Regions from separate parts of the Capra hircus genome. Here region 1 is linked to region 2. A link is a contact called in public Hi-C data. All regions are on one chromosome and are shown on one strand. The core of a region is the stretch at or near the end of the contact, and the rest is flanking DNA. Distances in the headings are between cores, read along the strand shown. Region 1 overlaps PRKCE (protein kinase C epsilon type). Region 2 holds the start of PRKCE (protein kinase C epsilon type).

The links. Hi-C and Micro-C count contacts between places; a contact is called where the count stands out from the background.
Region 1: a Hi-C map of liver shows a contact between it and region 2, with 3 times the contacts expected there. The contact joins the enhancer-like site here to the promoter of PRKCE in region 2. A contact is called at or near these places in 4 of 5 Hi-C or Micro-C datasets (blood and liver).

The regions. Positions count from the first base shown.
Region 1 is chr11:27,802,030-27,809,226 of ARS1.2, forward strand. The region is part of intron 2 of PRKCE (protein kinase C epsilon type); the gene reads left to right. Among named protein-coding and RNA genes, the nearest start is that of PRKCE, 130 kb to the left of the region's middle. Within about 2 kb of position 2,047, at least 1 of the 5 cell types and tissues checked has an H3K27ac peak or open chromatin away from gene starts, as enhancers often do.
Region 2 is chr11:27,675,703-27,682,802 of ARS1.2, forward strand. It overlaps PRKCE (protein kinase C epsilon type), which reads left to right and starts at 3,918. Exons shown (of 16, transcript XM_018055186.1): 1 at 3,918-4,527; 2 at 4,732-5,274. The coding sequence starts at 4,927.

The sequences.
Region 1 (7,197 bases), core at 797-3,296, 120 kb after region 2:
ATATAGGTTTCTCAAGAGGCAGGTCAGGTGGTCTGGTATTCCCATCTCTTTCAGAATTTTCCACAGTTTATTGTGATCCACACAGTCAAACACTTTGGCATAGTCAATAAAGCAGAAATAGATTTTTGTATATATAGTTACATTATATATAGTATGTATGTATAGTTATATATAGTATATATAGCATAAGACTTAGAAATAGAAGTTTGTTTAACGGTGCAGAATTGTGGAGGGATTCTGTTTCCTGAGTTTGTAAGTTATTCTCTTTTCTCTGGGCTTAAGCCAGCCTGCCTTTAGCATGAAGTTTGTATTCTGTGCTCATGTATGGTGTGCTTTGGTGTGCTTTGCTTGTTGGGGCCATACCGAGGATCTAGGATCAGTCATATATAGATTACCATGTGGATGGTTAGCCTTTGGTAAGTGCATACTAGTCTCCAAATCCTCAAATTCCAGCACCCTGGATAAAACTGTAGGAGGAAAGGGGAAGGACAGATGGACAGAAGCATATACACAGTCCCAGTCTCCATGGTTCCTTGCTCTCATCAGAGTGCAGCAGGCTTGTGCCTACCTCCTACTCAGTCACATCCTCGCTCCTGGATGTCCGAATAAATACTCACATATGATCGCCACCAAAGATATGCAATTTTGCAAGAAGGAAGGCTAGGAAACACTGTCCTCTTCTGCTCACAGGACTCCCATCACTTCTCCTAGCTGGTTCTTATACAGGGGACATGAAGCGTTAGCTTCAGAGTGAGTTCCAATTCGTTCTCAGGGACGGCCCTCTTGGGCAGGCGATATTCTGATTTCCACCCACTTCTCTTCCCTGGGGTCAAGCGCAGAGCAGTCAGGCACAAGCTGGAATTACTATCCAGATGCATCCAGAAGGTGGAAATTCTGCTTCCTCTGTCTGGAAAACACAACCCTGGCTGTGGCTTTTTTATTTTAGGGACATGATGTCGCTCTTCTGTTTCCAAAGTAAGAGTATTGCCCCCAAATTCGTGAAGATTGTAGTGTTTGAGTTCTATTCAGTCACAGAGATGGTAACATTGAAGGTAGAGCCTGAGATGTCAGGTGTATGCTGTCCCTTCTGCAGTGCAGCAAAAGTGTGAATTTCTGTTTTCTCAGCAGCCTGAATTTCTTTTTAGCTTTATACCTTCACAGGAGGACCAGGCTGACACAGCCATGGTCCCACCCCCAAACCCACAAAAACACCCTGTGATTTAGGCAGGCGGCGGCTATGGTTATCTTTACTTCATAGGTGGATGATGAAATTGAGACAGTGAGAAGCCCAGGGACCATGATGCCAGCCCTATAACCGCATTCTCCCTCTTGACCTGTGAGTTGCTAGGACTGGCCCCATCCGCAGCCGATTATTTCTTCCTTCCTAAAAATCCGGGCTGCTTCTTGCCATGTGAAGACAATGAAATCCTTAACCACGGGTGAAAAAGACCAATGAAATAAAAACAAACAAGGGCTTTTTTTTTTACACTTTTCTTAGGAAGTCATTAAGGAATTATTGAGCTGATTAATGTGGGTGGAAAATATTTAAGTTTGGTCATTGTTTGGGCTGGCCAGTTTGGCTACATTAGGAATTGACGTCGAAACCACTATACTGCTCTCTCTAGGCAGTCCTCTTAGTTCTGGAGTACTATAGGACTGAATCAGGCCAGCCCTAAATTCAGGGATGAGGAGGGGCCACTGCAATGTTTAGGGGGGGCTTGGTGAATAGGGAGCATGGGAATGGGAGAGAATGGTCATTTCAGATTTTCCCAGGCTGACATCCTGTCTTGTCCTGTATTGGCCAAGATGGAGATGACCTAGGAGATCTGAAGTGAAAGGGAAAACAAAGGGAAGGACTCAGGAGGAAGGCCAAGCAAAAGGAACAAGTGGGATCTGTTTATATAGGGCTTGCATTAAGCAGATCCTTTTCCTGGCAGATGCTGCTGTCCACAGTGGGCTGGGGAAGAGCCTCGCAGACAGCAAATGAGAGGTTGTTCTCCCCGGTGCTGCCGCCTCCCTGCCCAGCAAGCAGGCAGAGATGGGGAACCTGCCGGCCCCAGGCTGACCTCTCCCTGCAGCTGCCAGCTCCTCTGAGATACAGGCACGATGCTGCTGTGTGTGCTCTGCCGCCCAGGTTTCTCCTCCTTGTGCGAGCTGCCCTTTGTGACATGGACTGAATCCTGGCCATTGTCTTCTTCCTCCTCCTTTGTCTTTTCTCAGAACTTTTGTTCCGGTTTTGCACTTGCCTGAGACACAGAGGAAGTGGGGTGGTCCTATTGGGGTGATTCTGGAAATGGGTGTGTGGGGGGAGCTGCCCACCACCAGGAACAGGCAGGCTGTGTCCCTTCCTCTCTGGATGCCCCCAGCCTACTTCTGCCCTTGCTGGAAACCTTCCTAAGAGTCTCAGATCTTACACAGGCTGCTGGGCGTGGAGAGGAAGAGAGTGGAGCTAGAACCACATGTATAAAACTCCAGCCGCCTGACTGGGATGCTCGGTCATTGCCTTGAGGGGCCAACCACTGCTCACTCATCTCTGAAAGCATGCTGTAAAAGACCAGAGAGGGCAGGAAGGGAGGGCAATCCCTCCCTGTCTCATTTCATTCTCCCAGCTGTTCTTGGAAATGTGTTTCCATTTGACAGAGGAGGAAACTGAGGCCCAGAGAGACTGAGTGACTTCTTCAACCAGGTAAAGCAGTAGAGTCAGAATTAGCTCCCAGACATGCTGGTGCCTAAGTTAGAGCTTTTGCTTAAAGCTGGAGTGCAAAAGAAAAGTCAGGGCAGTAAAAGTAACTGAAGGAGAAAGGGAAACAAAGAGACTTATGGGAAAGAGAAAAGGGAGCTGGTGGAACCGGGAGCCTGTTAGGACTCTTAACTTAGTGAGTGATGTTCCACTGGCAGTGAGTGATGTCTGCCTCCAAGGGTCACAGTAAGAAGGAAATGCAGTAGACTCATCTCCCAGTAAATGCAGATTTTGTTCACTTGCCCAATTGTTTCTTGACCATTTCCACTTATCAGTTTTTTAAAAAAGCTTATTGACTATCTTCTGGTCACCTGGCCTAGCCCTGGGCCGTCTGGGACACTTGCGATAGAGGAGAGACAGGCTCTTCCTTCAAGGAGCTTGCAGCCTGTGCTGGACCAACATGCCCCAAAGTGCTAAGTGATGGAGCCAAAAGTTGTTGATAAGGAAACGTGATTTGAGCATCTGCTGTGGTCAGCTCCATTCAGGCCCAAGCTGCGGGTTCTGAGGAACAGACTCTGAATGGGAAAGGCCACCAGGGAGGGTGTCTCAGGGGCAGGAGCTTGAGATGGAGAATGGGCTTTCTCCTGTCCTCACGGGGAAAGGCACTGGAGAAAAGTAAAGTGGGCAGTGCTGGGGCCACACCAAGATGGCCCTCTGCACCTGTGACAGCCTACTGGGTGCCCTATTTGTTGGGTGTTGAGAATCAAGCTTGTTTCAATTTGGGTGGTGATGGCAGGTGGCTGATATGATGTCTGGGCTGAATACCAAGGCTTTCTAGAAACACGGAGCTTTGTCATTCCTGGGAAGGCAAAAGCCCTGCCCAGTGGTCTCCCTTGGCTCTTCTGTCCCCTCCCCTTCAGGCTTCCTTGGGTACTGGCTGCCTGGCCCCTGGAAGGGGTTTCCTTTCCAGGCTATCAAAGTCCAAGAAACTACCTTAGCTCCTGTGACCCACAGCCCTCCAGTGCTGCCCACTGGTGGATGATCCAGGCAGAGAGGCTGTGTCACTGTCCCCAGGATGCTCCCAGGAAAAGGGTTGCAGGAGCATGGGGTGAGGTGGGAGTGGTGGGCAAGGGAGACCCAGATCTAGGTTTGCTCCTAGGCAGCTGTGTGGCTTGGCTGAAGACGACAACGATGAAAGTAGCAATAGCCACTACTCCTGTGCCCAGACTGTGTAGTACATCACAGACACGACTCAGTTGATCTTCCTAGTGGCTGTGGGAAGGGGGTGCTGTCATCACCCTCCTCCTCCAAATGAGGAAATGGAAGCTCATGGAGCTCATAGGCACTGGGAGGCAGAGTTGGGATTCATGCTCTGTCTCCACGACTCCAGAGGTGCTGCCCTAATGATTAGGGCACACCACCTCCTTATCTGTTAGCCCAGGCCTCTCTTTTTTCTCAAGGTAAGGATTTGAATGAGCTCATTGCTTGGGCTCCTCTGGGCACCGTCATTCTAGAATTTTTAGGGAAGGATGTCCTCAAGTAGGCAAAGGCAAATGGCCTTAGGAATGATGGTGCTTCTGAAATGATGAGAAGACCCAAGTTGCTGAGCCCCTTTTTGTTCCATAGCAGCCTAAGGCCAATTTCCAGTTCTTTCTCCCCTCATTGCCCTGAGCACTCCTGCCCTGCTGGGAGCACTCACTGACCCAGAGCCACCCATCTCTAGAGAAAGTGCACTGGGGCGGAAGTGCAGTGAGGCACTCCCCCCGCACCTTTCAGGCTGGTCCTTAGTACCATCCCCTCTGGGAGTGCTCCTCACCAGTCAGAGCTGTCTGCTGCTGTCAGCTGCAGCTGCTGCTGACTGCCACATCAGGTTAGAAATAGAAACTCCCTGCTGGGCCCCCAGCCCTCCCCTCCTGCTGCTGCTGCTCATCTGGGGGCCCCCTGTGCTGTCTCAGTTGGTGAGACCTCTCTCAGAGGAGCAGGGAACTGGAAAAAGTCAGGGTTGTGTCAGCCTTGGAGCTCCAGGGCCAGCCCTGCTGGTCCAGGCCTGTGACTGACTCACCACCTCCAGGCCTCCCCTCTCTCAGCAGCTGCTTCTCAACCTTTTGGAAGGTGATTTGATGCTGGCCTGGCAGGGTGGCTCACCCTGCCATCGGCGGCTTCCAGCCTTGTGCTTGTGAAGGGCCTTCCTGAATACGTGTTGAACTTGAGTTATGAACACAGAACCGGGCAGGATCCCAGCAGGGCTACCAAGGCAACCTCAGATTTAGAGGCTGAGTGCTGCGTTTTCTCTTTTCACTGAATCCCTTTCCTTCCCATCTCTCCTGTGTTGTTTTCTCCGTGATATCCAAGCACGCGGTATTCTGCCTTGGAAGCAGTCGATGTTAGGAGTCAGGTGTGTGTTCTTGTGTGACCCTCCAGAGCAGGGCAAAGGGAAGAGTGGTGTTCTATCCCAGAGTTGTTCTGGAGCCACAGGTCTTGGGAGACAGACAGGCCTTGGCGTCTGGGACCATCTTCTCTCCATCTTTGCCTGCTGACAGATGATCCAACCTGAAAGGTCTGGTTACCCTGACTTTGACCCATTCCTGGAGGGCCAAGCCAGTACACTCTTCCCCACGTGCCTCTGAGCAGCAGCCTTGCTCCTCCCATTCTGAAGGCTGTCCCTGAGTCCAGGGTATCATGCTGACCCGAGGAAGCACAGCGACATGGTCCCAGCAGGGTGTGGTGAAGGAAGTTGTTTTTATTCATGGTAAACAGGATAGTAAAATAACAATAGCAGTATAGATGCTTCTCAGTTATTTACCAGTGGATTCTTCTGCATTCTGGATATCCACACCTTTCTCTTCCCAAGGTGGGATTGGTCCCTACGGGGGATTAGCATAAAGAAGGAACTAAGCTTTATTAAGACTGTACTATGTGCCAGACATTGTGACAGGCATCTAAACCACGTCTGGTCTTGTCGTTGTCCCTTAAGCCTCATATGTCCCTGGTTTATCCCGTTTGCTCTGTTTGCTCGGGAGGAACTAAGTCTTGTGGACTTTAAATAATTTGCTTATGGTCACATGGTTAAAAAGCATCCTAGCTGGCTTCCTGACTTGCTTCAGGGATTTTATCTTCCTACCCTGTGAGTGTGTGTGTGTGTGTGTGTGTGTGTGTGTGTGTGTGTGTGTGTGTGTGAGGGCAGACACATGGAAGGATAGATTCCTTGAGGAACCCCCTCCCCACCCATCCTCAGCCTCATGCTTCATGGAGTACATTTGAGGCTCCTGAAATCCTTCTACCAGCAAGAATTTGCTCTTCCCACCATGAGGTTCCAGGGGCATTTTAAATTGAAGCAGCCCTATGAGTCTGAGTGAACTCTGGGAGTTGGTGATGGGCAGGGAGGCCTGGCATGCTGTGATCCATGGGGTCGCAAAGAGTCGGACACGACTAAGCGACTGAACCGAACTGAACTGAAACAATTCCAGATAGTTATTGTTTTCTACTTATTTCTACACTTCCCTGGAATATGGAAGGGGATGCTGAGACTATTTCAGAATGGAAAATTCAAGGTCAAAGAAGGGAAAAAATCCAGGATCTGACCCCTCTTTTGCATTTCCACCCCCTGTTCTGAGCCCCCGCCATCTCCTGCCAAGGTCATCGATCCTAGTGGCCTCTTCACTGATATCTCTGCATCTACCCTTGCTGTTCCAGCCCACATGGTCTTCACATTATGTTATTCCTCTGCTTGGAATTCCATGATGGGTCTTCATCATGGGTGAAAACCCCAATTCTTCCAACAGCCTGTGAGTCTCTGCATGTTCTGTATATACCTTACCCCTACCCTCTGGTTTCATTCTATACTTTTCTCTCCCAACGCATTCTGCTGGCCTTTGTGCTGGTCCTAGAACAGAGCTTTCCTGTTTGCGCTGGCCATCACTATGCCTGGATCATTTCTGTTATCAGAGCCTCTCCTTTCAATTCTTGGCTCCAGTGACTGGGCAAAATGGGGGCAATCCTGAATACCCAACTTAAAACTGCTGCCTCCTTCTCCACCCTGATCCCGCTTATCCTATTGTTTTTTAAAATTTTTTGGTCCAGAGTACTTATTGCGTTCTAAAATGTCATACACTTTACTTTCTTTACTGTTAATATGTAGACTTCCCAAGAGCAATGACTTCTTTCCCTCTTGTATTCACTGATAGATCTTAATCATCTAGAACAGTACCTGGCATATAGTAGGCACTTTAATAAATATTTGATGAATGAATGAAATCACATATCAGGTTAGTCTGGAACTCATGACTAGAGTAAACCTCACCAGTAAAACTGGTGTTTTACTCCCAAGATAAGGATTCCCCATGTGTTTTGTATTAGAACAATTCTATTTTGGGGGGATAAATAAAAACTCAACCTAGGCATAGAAGGCAGAAGAGCACCAACATGTACCATGCATGAGACATGTGCCAGGTACTGCGTATGTTATTATCTGCCAGGTACTGTGTATATATTATCTCACACATCTGCACATCTCTCCC
Region 2 (7,100 bases), core at 2,668-5,167:
TCTCCACCTTAGAAGGATCAGTGTCTCTCAAGGAGGAAGTTCCAACCTCCTTTATAGGCTCTACAAGGCCTTAGTTATCCAGTCCAACCTAGCTCACCTCCTCTCACCTCAAAGGCCAGGTATACCCAGCTCCTTACTCATCCCAAACAGCCATGCTCTTACCTACCTGAGCTTTCTACACTCTGTTCCTGTTGCCTCCAATGCCCTTTTCTCTCCTCTTTGCTTTTGAAGAAACTCCTGTTGAAAAAAGCCTAGGCTTTGTGGGTGATGCCTTCCCAGGCAACCTCAGGCGAAGCGTTGACTCTTCTTTCATGCACTCCCAGAGGCTGGTACAGCCCTCTTTTTGCAACTTATCATACTGCCCTAGGGACCCTTGCTCCACCAGTCTTTTTTTATGAGCCTTAATTTAATTTTATCAATTTATTTTTAAAGTTTTACTTTACATTTTTGGCTGTGCTGGGTCTTCGTTGCTGTGTGCAGGCTTTCTCTAGATGTGGTGGGTGGGGGTTACTCTTCATTGCAGTGTGCAGGCTTCTCATTACGGTGGCTTCTCTTGTTGCAGAGCACAGACACTAGGTGCCCAGCTTCAGTATTTGCAGCAAGCAGGCTCAGTGGTTGTGGTGCGTGGGCTTAGCTGCTCTGAGGCATGAGAGATCTTCTCGGACCAGGGATTAAACCCCTGTTTCCTGCAGTGGCAGGTGGATTCTTAACCATTGTACCACCAGGAAAGTCCCTAAGATCCTTAATTTTAGAAGGAGAGAGTCATCGTCCTTGTCAAACTCTTCTATCATTTTTCTTCTCTTCCTCTTCCCTCTCCCAAAGATAACAAAACAACCAGGCCATAGTTGGATTCTAAAGGGTGTTTTGTAGTAGGCTCAGTTGCTAAGTCGTATCCGACTCTTGGCATCTCCATGGACTGTAGCCTGTGAAGGATGTTTTTTACACATGGCTACAGCCAGGGCTGTCCTGTCTTTCAGGACTATACAGGGGCCAAGAGAAGGATGAAGTAGGCAGTAATTATTGATTGGAATTTTACATTCTAAAACCTCTGCCCTGCAAGGGCTTGTTTTTCTTTTCATATGAAATCTGGAGCAGTGGGTTATTTTAGATCCAACCGCCCACCCGCAGGTAAATTTAAAGGTTTTCCCCTAAACAGACTCACATCTGGCATCTCCATGGTGCCCCTAGAGGATATATATTTTCATTTAGCCAAGTTTGAGAGGAGAATGGTGAGAGATTGATTTAGAAATAAGCATGTAATAATTGTCAGGAAATTAGCAATGGTTTTCTATAGACAACCAATATTCTCCCTTTTTATTTAAATATTCTTCCAACAGAAAACAGAAAGTTTGTTTGGCCAAGTCTTTGAGTTACCCTACCTTCCTCCACCCCCAGGCAGAAAGACTTGCAATTGAAAGGAAAGGTCGCCCTGGGGTTGGTCACATCTGAGGATTGCAGTACGATTTATTCGATTTATTCACATGGTGCTACAGTCAGTCTGTTAAGAGGCAGATGCAGTCTTTCTGTATCCCTATCCCGGTCCAGGGAAATGGTATTAGAAGCTTGTAGGTTATTGGTTTTAAGAATGCCTAGTCCCTGAGACAGCAACAGGCCTATTTAATAACACTGGGGTTCTTGCCTGGGGAGGAGGAGGGGAACATAAGAAGATGCTAAAAGTTCAAATTTAGTGTGTCTTTAATTCTAAATATATTTCCTGTTACAAGCATTGAAGAGGAAGGATTTTGACCACTGTCTTCAATCCTTGTACTTGCCTGTTTGCTGGTAAGATAGGACTCAATCAGAAAAGAGCAGAGAAGAGGTATGAAACACTCAAGAATTCCTCCTTCATGAAATCTATGCCGTTCTGTCTCACAAAGCTGGGGCTGGGGCAAGGCAAAGGAAGCCCTCTTCTCAGGCACAAAATTTCAGGGGTGCCCAGAAACTCAGCAATACAAATACTATTTTAATGTAATATCTAAAACTATTTTAAAATGTGGATATTGGGTTCATCTTGGAACTCTACATTCATTTTTATTTTTTCAAAATATCATATTAAAATATTTATCTTGATGGCCAGTTTGTTGGTAGCCCTTCAATTTTGCCTCTTTTGTCAGGCATCTTATGAATCTCTAACTCTTGCTCAACTTCCAAATGCATTTGTAGATCAAGCCCATCACATGGCCCCTGAAGGGGGGAAACATGCTTAATAAGAATAGAATGGTGGTAGTAAGAAGGGAGGAGGAAAAAGTTCTGATGATCAAAGAAGTTAACAGCGATGAGATATCCCACCTGTGCTTTGTCAAACTGACAATTTTTAAAATATGCCTCCAGCTGGTGGGAGTGGCCCTGGAAGGCAAAACTTTTACATCCTGACTTTTTCCAAGGGAACTCGTCTGTCTCTGATTGTATGCTAGCTCTCTCTACCCTGCTGCTCCATCTAACTTGGAGGGCCGCGAGGAATTACTGGTAAGCTCGAGAAAGAGCAGTAGCTGCAGGCCTTCGGAGAGGATCTGCCCGGGACTTTTCTGATCATTTTTGCAACCTGTCTGCGGCACTTGGTACCCTGTCGTTCCAGGGGTCTGTCTCCTTCTGCGCCTTTAAGCCTTTGTAAGCCTCTAAGCCACAGACAATGATAACTTTCCTTTTTTTTTTTTTTCCCCACTGAGAAAAAGTGATCGAGAGGTGGGTTTTAAACTTGGGCTAACCAGAGTCGAAAGATAAACACAGCTTACCACGATTCCTACAACCTCCCTGACTTGACTTGGCACGCGGGCGAGGGCCGAGGTTTTCTTTTTCCGTTTGCACCCCCCCGCCTCCCGCCCCCCGGCTCGCAGGTTGCGGAGACGACCTCTTTCCAGGGCTGTCCTCCTGCAGTTCCAGGCAGGGCCGCGCCCCGGACCTCCGCGCTCTCCGCCCCGCCCTCCCAGGTTCGCGTCCCCAGGCGCCAGGCCGTCCCTCGCCCGGCCGCCTTCTCCGTCCCCGGCTCCCCGCGGAGGAAATTCTTCCCCAGCAGCCCAGGGCCCGCCTCACGTGATCAGCGGCTGCCGCGGCTTCCAGCAAGAGTTTAAAGGTTACGGAGGAAATTAACACGGACACAGCCCACAACCCCCAGTCCCCGCCGGAGGACGCGCCCCGTTTTCGCGCAGCTGGGACGGCCGCTGTCAGCGCGCTGATCAGAACCCTGTCCCCCGCAAAGGGCACAGGCTAGGTCTAGAGTAAATATGAAGTCACTTTGTAAAATATAAACAAACACACGAACCGAGCCGGGGTGTTACTAAGCTTTCGCTTGCCAACAAGTTCTAGCAGCCCGAGAAATTTGGGACAGACCCCCAAAAGGGAGAGTGCCCCCAAAGAAAGGGAAGAAAGAGTAGTGTTTTAAAACTCACACAGAGCCTTGGACGCCCCTCCCTTCCCCCCTTCCCCCACCACCGCGGAGCGGAGCGTCTCCGGACAGAATGACAGACAGACCGACCAATACTCCGCAGGCTGCCCTGGCCAGCCATGGTCAGAGTAGGGGTGGGGCCGAGGGAGGGTCTCGAGTCCTCTGCAGCAGCGCGACCCCTGCCACCTCTCCACCCCCGGCTGTAAAAGTGCTGGCCGCAGAGCCTGGAAAGATGCGTGGCCCTCTAGTCTCCTGCGGGAGACCACAGACCAGGTATCCACAGCCAGCGGGCTCGCATCCCCCTGCCCCCAAGGCCGCCACTCCCTCGGGTCCCGCGCGGGGTCCCAGTCCCGCTCCCCCGCCGGCCGCCGCGACCCCGAAAGCCTCGCCAGTTCTCGACAGTCCTCTGCTGGGCTCACTTTTCCCGTATTGCTCCCCCAACCGGCAAAACTTTCTATTTCCCCAAACACCAGGGCGCGCGCGCGCGCGCGCGTGCACACACACACACTCACACACACACACACACACACATACACACTGACGTCTTTTGCGCATTTCCTGCATTAGAGGGAGGGAGACTCGCTCGCACACCGACGGAGGGAGAAGAGACCGAGGGGGAGAGCGGGCGGGCAGCGAACGAGCGGCAGCTGAAAGCCGGGACGCGGGGAGCGCGGCGGGCGGGCGCCGGCGCCCGGGAGGTGGGGCCGCGCCGAGTCGCAGTCCCGGCCCCGCCGCGCTGCGCACCGCCCGGTGCCGGCCTGCGCCCCAGCCGGAGCCGCGGCCACCCCGACTCTCGAGCCCGCGCGGATGTGAGATTCCCGAATCCTGGCGCCTCCCGATCGCCGACTGCGGCGCGGCGCGGCTTCGCCCAGGAGGAGGCGGCCGGGCTGGCCGTGTGGCTTGTGGATTTTTTTTTTTTTTTTTAAATTTGGCTCCGAGGAGGACCATTTCCTCTGGACATGCATCCCTCCGGGTAGACTGCACATCCCTGGGTCCATCCCCCGCCCCGCGCGGTCAGAGGCAGGCGCTGGGTGTGCGAAGAGGATCCGGGTGGAAATCTGCGCCCCCGTTCTGGTCCCCGCCCCGTCTCACCGCCCCCTCCCCCTCCTGGAGTCGAAATTTCCCGGGGATTATGTTTCGGAAAGGTAGGTAAGCGCCCGGCGCGGCGCCCACTTCCCCGCAGCCCCGACCCCGAGAGCCAGCGAGGCGACGAGACAGCCCCCGCGGCTTTTGCAGCGGAGCCGACAGCTCGTCTCCTCTTCTGGAGGTGCTGCTGGTGGTGGTGGGGGGGAGAGACTTCTCCAAACACGGACGTCCCCCAGCTCTCCCCCCTCCCTGTTTTCCGTTAGGAACCCGGCGAGGAAATACATGCACTGGCTGAGAATCGCCCGCGCCAGGGCGCAACGCTACAAGGTGTAGGGAGAGTGTGGGGTGGGGCGAGAGGGGACCCAAGAGTCCCGTGCTCGGAGCGCCGCGGCGTCGGTTCTTCGTTCCTGCCCTCTGGGCGGACGGAGTGACCCCGGCCCCCACTCCCCGCCCCGACCATGGTAGTGTTCAATGGCCTTCTTAAGATCAAAATCTGCGAGGCCGTGAGCTTGAAGCCCACAGCCTGGTCGCTGCGCCATGCAGTGGGACCCCGGCCGCAGACTTTCCTTCTCGACCCCTACATCGCCCTCAACGTGGACGACTCGCGCATCGGCCAAACGGCCACCAAGCAGAAGACCAACAGCCCGGCCTGGCACGACGAGTTCGTCACTGATGTGTGCAACGGGCGCAAGATCGAGTTGGCTGTCTTCCACGATGCCCCCATCGGCTACGATGACTTCGTGGCCAACTGCACCATCCAGTTTGAGGAGCTGCTGCAGAACGGGAGCCGTCACTTCGAGGACTGGGTGAGTTGGGCGCCTCCTGTCCAGCAACTAGGCTTTCGGGTTCCAGGGGCAGAACTCACGACCTTGGCTTTGGTCTTGGGGCTCCGGGGTTTAGTGCCATTTGGCGGCTGTGTGTGTGTCTCAATTACCTTGGGGAAGCACATTCCACTTAGTAGTTGGGGAGAAGTAGCCACTGGGGCATGGAAGATGAGTCTTGGGAAGAGGGTAAGGTCCTCTGCCCTGTCCAGACAGCGGGCGCTACAGGGACCTCGAAAGCTGGGAACCCCAAACTGCCGGTGCTGAAGGTTGGCGGAGAATCCGGCTCCTTCCGCCAGGCGCGTGGTGGGCTGGTTGTGTGTGGGTGGGTTCCTCGGTCCTTGGAGAGGCACGTGGAACCCTACACTGAAGGCTTCTTGCACGTCCTGGCTTTGTCCTGAGTAGCCGAGTGAGGAGCTGTTTCATTTTTCCCTCCGGGATGAAGCTGGCTCATTTCTATTCTGTTGTCTGGCAGTTAGCTCATCTTCTGACACGCGGGGAGAAAAATTTCTTCTCCTCTAGTCCCCTCCAGGGTCCCAGAAACATGGGCCGAGCTAGTTTTGCCCAATGCATTGTCCATCCATCCGGAACTAGCGCTGTATTCTACAAACGGTTCTGCTTGTGATTAATTGGCAGTCAGTGCTTTGAATCCGACTTAAAGTTACATGTTTCCCTGTTTTGATTTTCAAGACACTGTGCAATGAGATACTATTTTTGAGACCAAGTTAATTGATTGTACTGTCAAAATATTAGGGACTTGGTAATAGGCCTTCTGCACACACTCTAAACCAAATGCATTCAACCTTGGCACTCAGAGACGCAGGGAGAAGCAACCTTGTTTTAGCTCTGTTTTAGAGGGAAGGTGTTAAATTAGGAAATGGTTTTCTTTATTTTTGTATTTGTTACATGTTTCCAGGGAGAGCAGATGTGACTCTGGGTGTATATGGTTTTAGGGTTCTTTGGTCTACACAGAGAATACCTGATCCTCGTGGAGAGATGTTTAATTATTGAAAACAAATAACTTCATGGTGTCCTATGGTCGAAGGTTGCACATGAATCACCTTGGCATATCACCTTACATATAAATGCGTACATACATACATACATATATATGTACCTACCCACACATATGTATATATACACACACTTTTTTTAAGGAGATGGAATTTTAGGGGAAAATAGGAAAAAGCTTTTCGTCTTCCCTTCATGCTCCTGGCTGTGATGTAGTCTGCCCGAAACCATGGTTACAGGGCTTACAAGGAAGCTCCAACAAACCACACCAAGTACAACCGTGGGAGATTTGTGGCTTACACTTTGGGAAGCAGGCAAACCTTTATGGAATCCCAAAGAACACAGTGTCATTCCTTTCCATTCCAGTTCACCAATGGCCCTGGCCACTGCTCCCCTCCCACCACCGGAGTTCCCACTCATTTCCCATTTCCTGTCCACCGGCCTTCAGTCCTTTCACTCATGAAAGTGGTGCATCTCAGAAGGGGAGCTGAAGGGATAACTAATTTCAAAGCCAGATCTTAACAGCAAAACCTGTGGTTTTCAAGTTGTTGTTTTAGGACAGGAAGGGGAAGAAAAAAATATGATTATGGTAGTGAGGAAATGAGGCTTTTTGCTGTGTATTCGATGGAGTTGGACAGTGAGGCGGAGAGCAGGTAGGGTGAACAGCTATGAACAGCTATCTGCTTTTCTCCACAAAACAGATGCTAGTTGAAGGGAAAGGTGTCTGAGTGTCTCTGATGATGCTTTGCCGGGGCCCACCCAAATCCTGGGTACACTGGCACATGATCCTCACTTTGGAG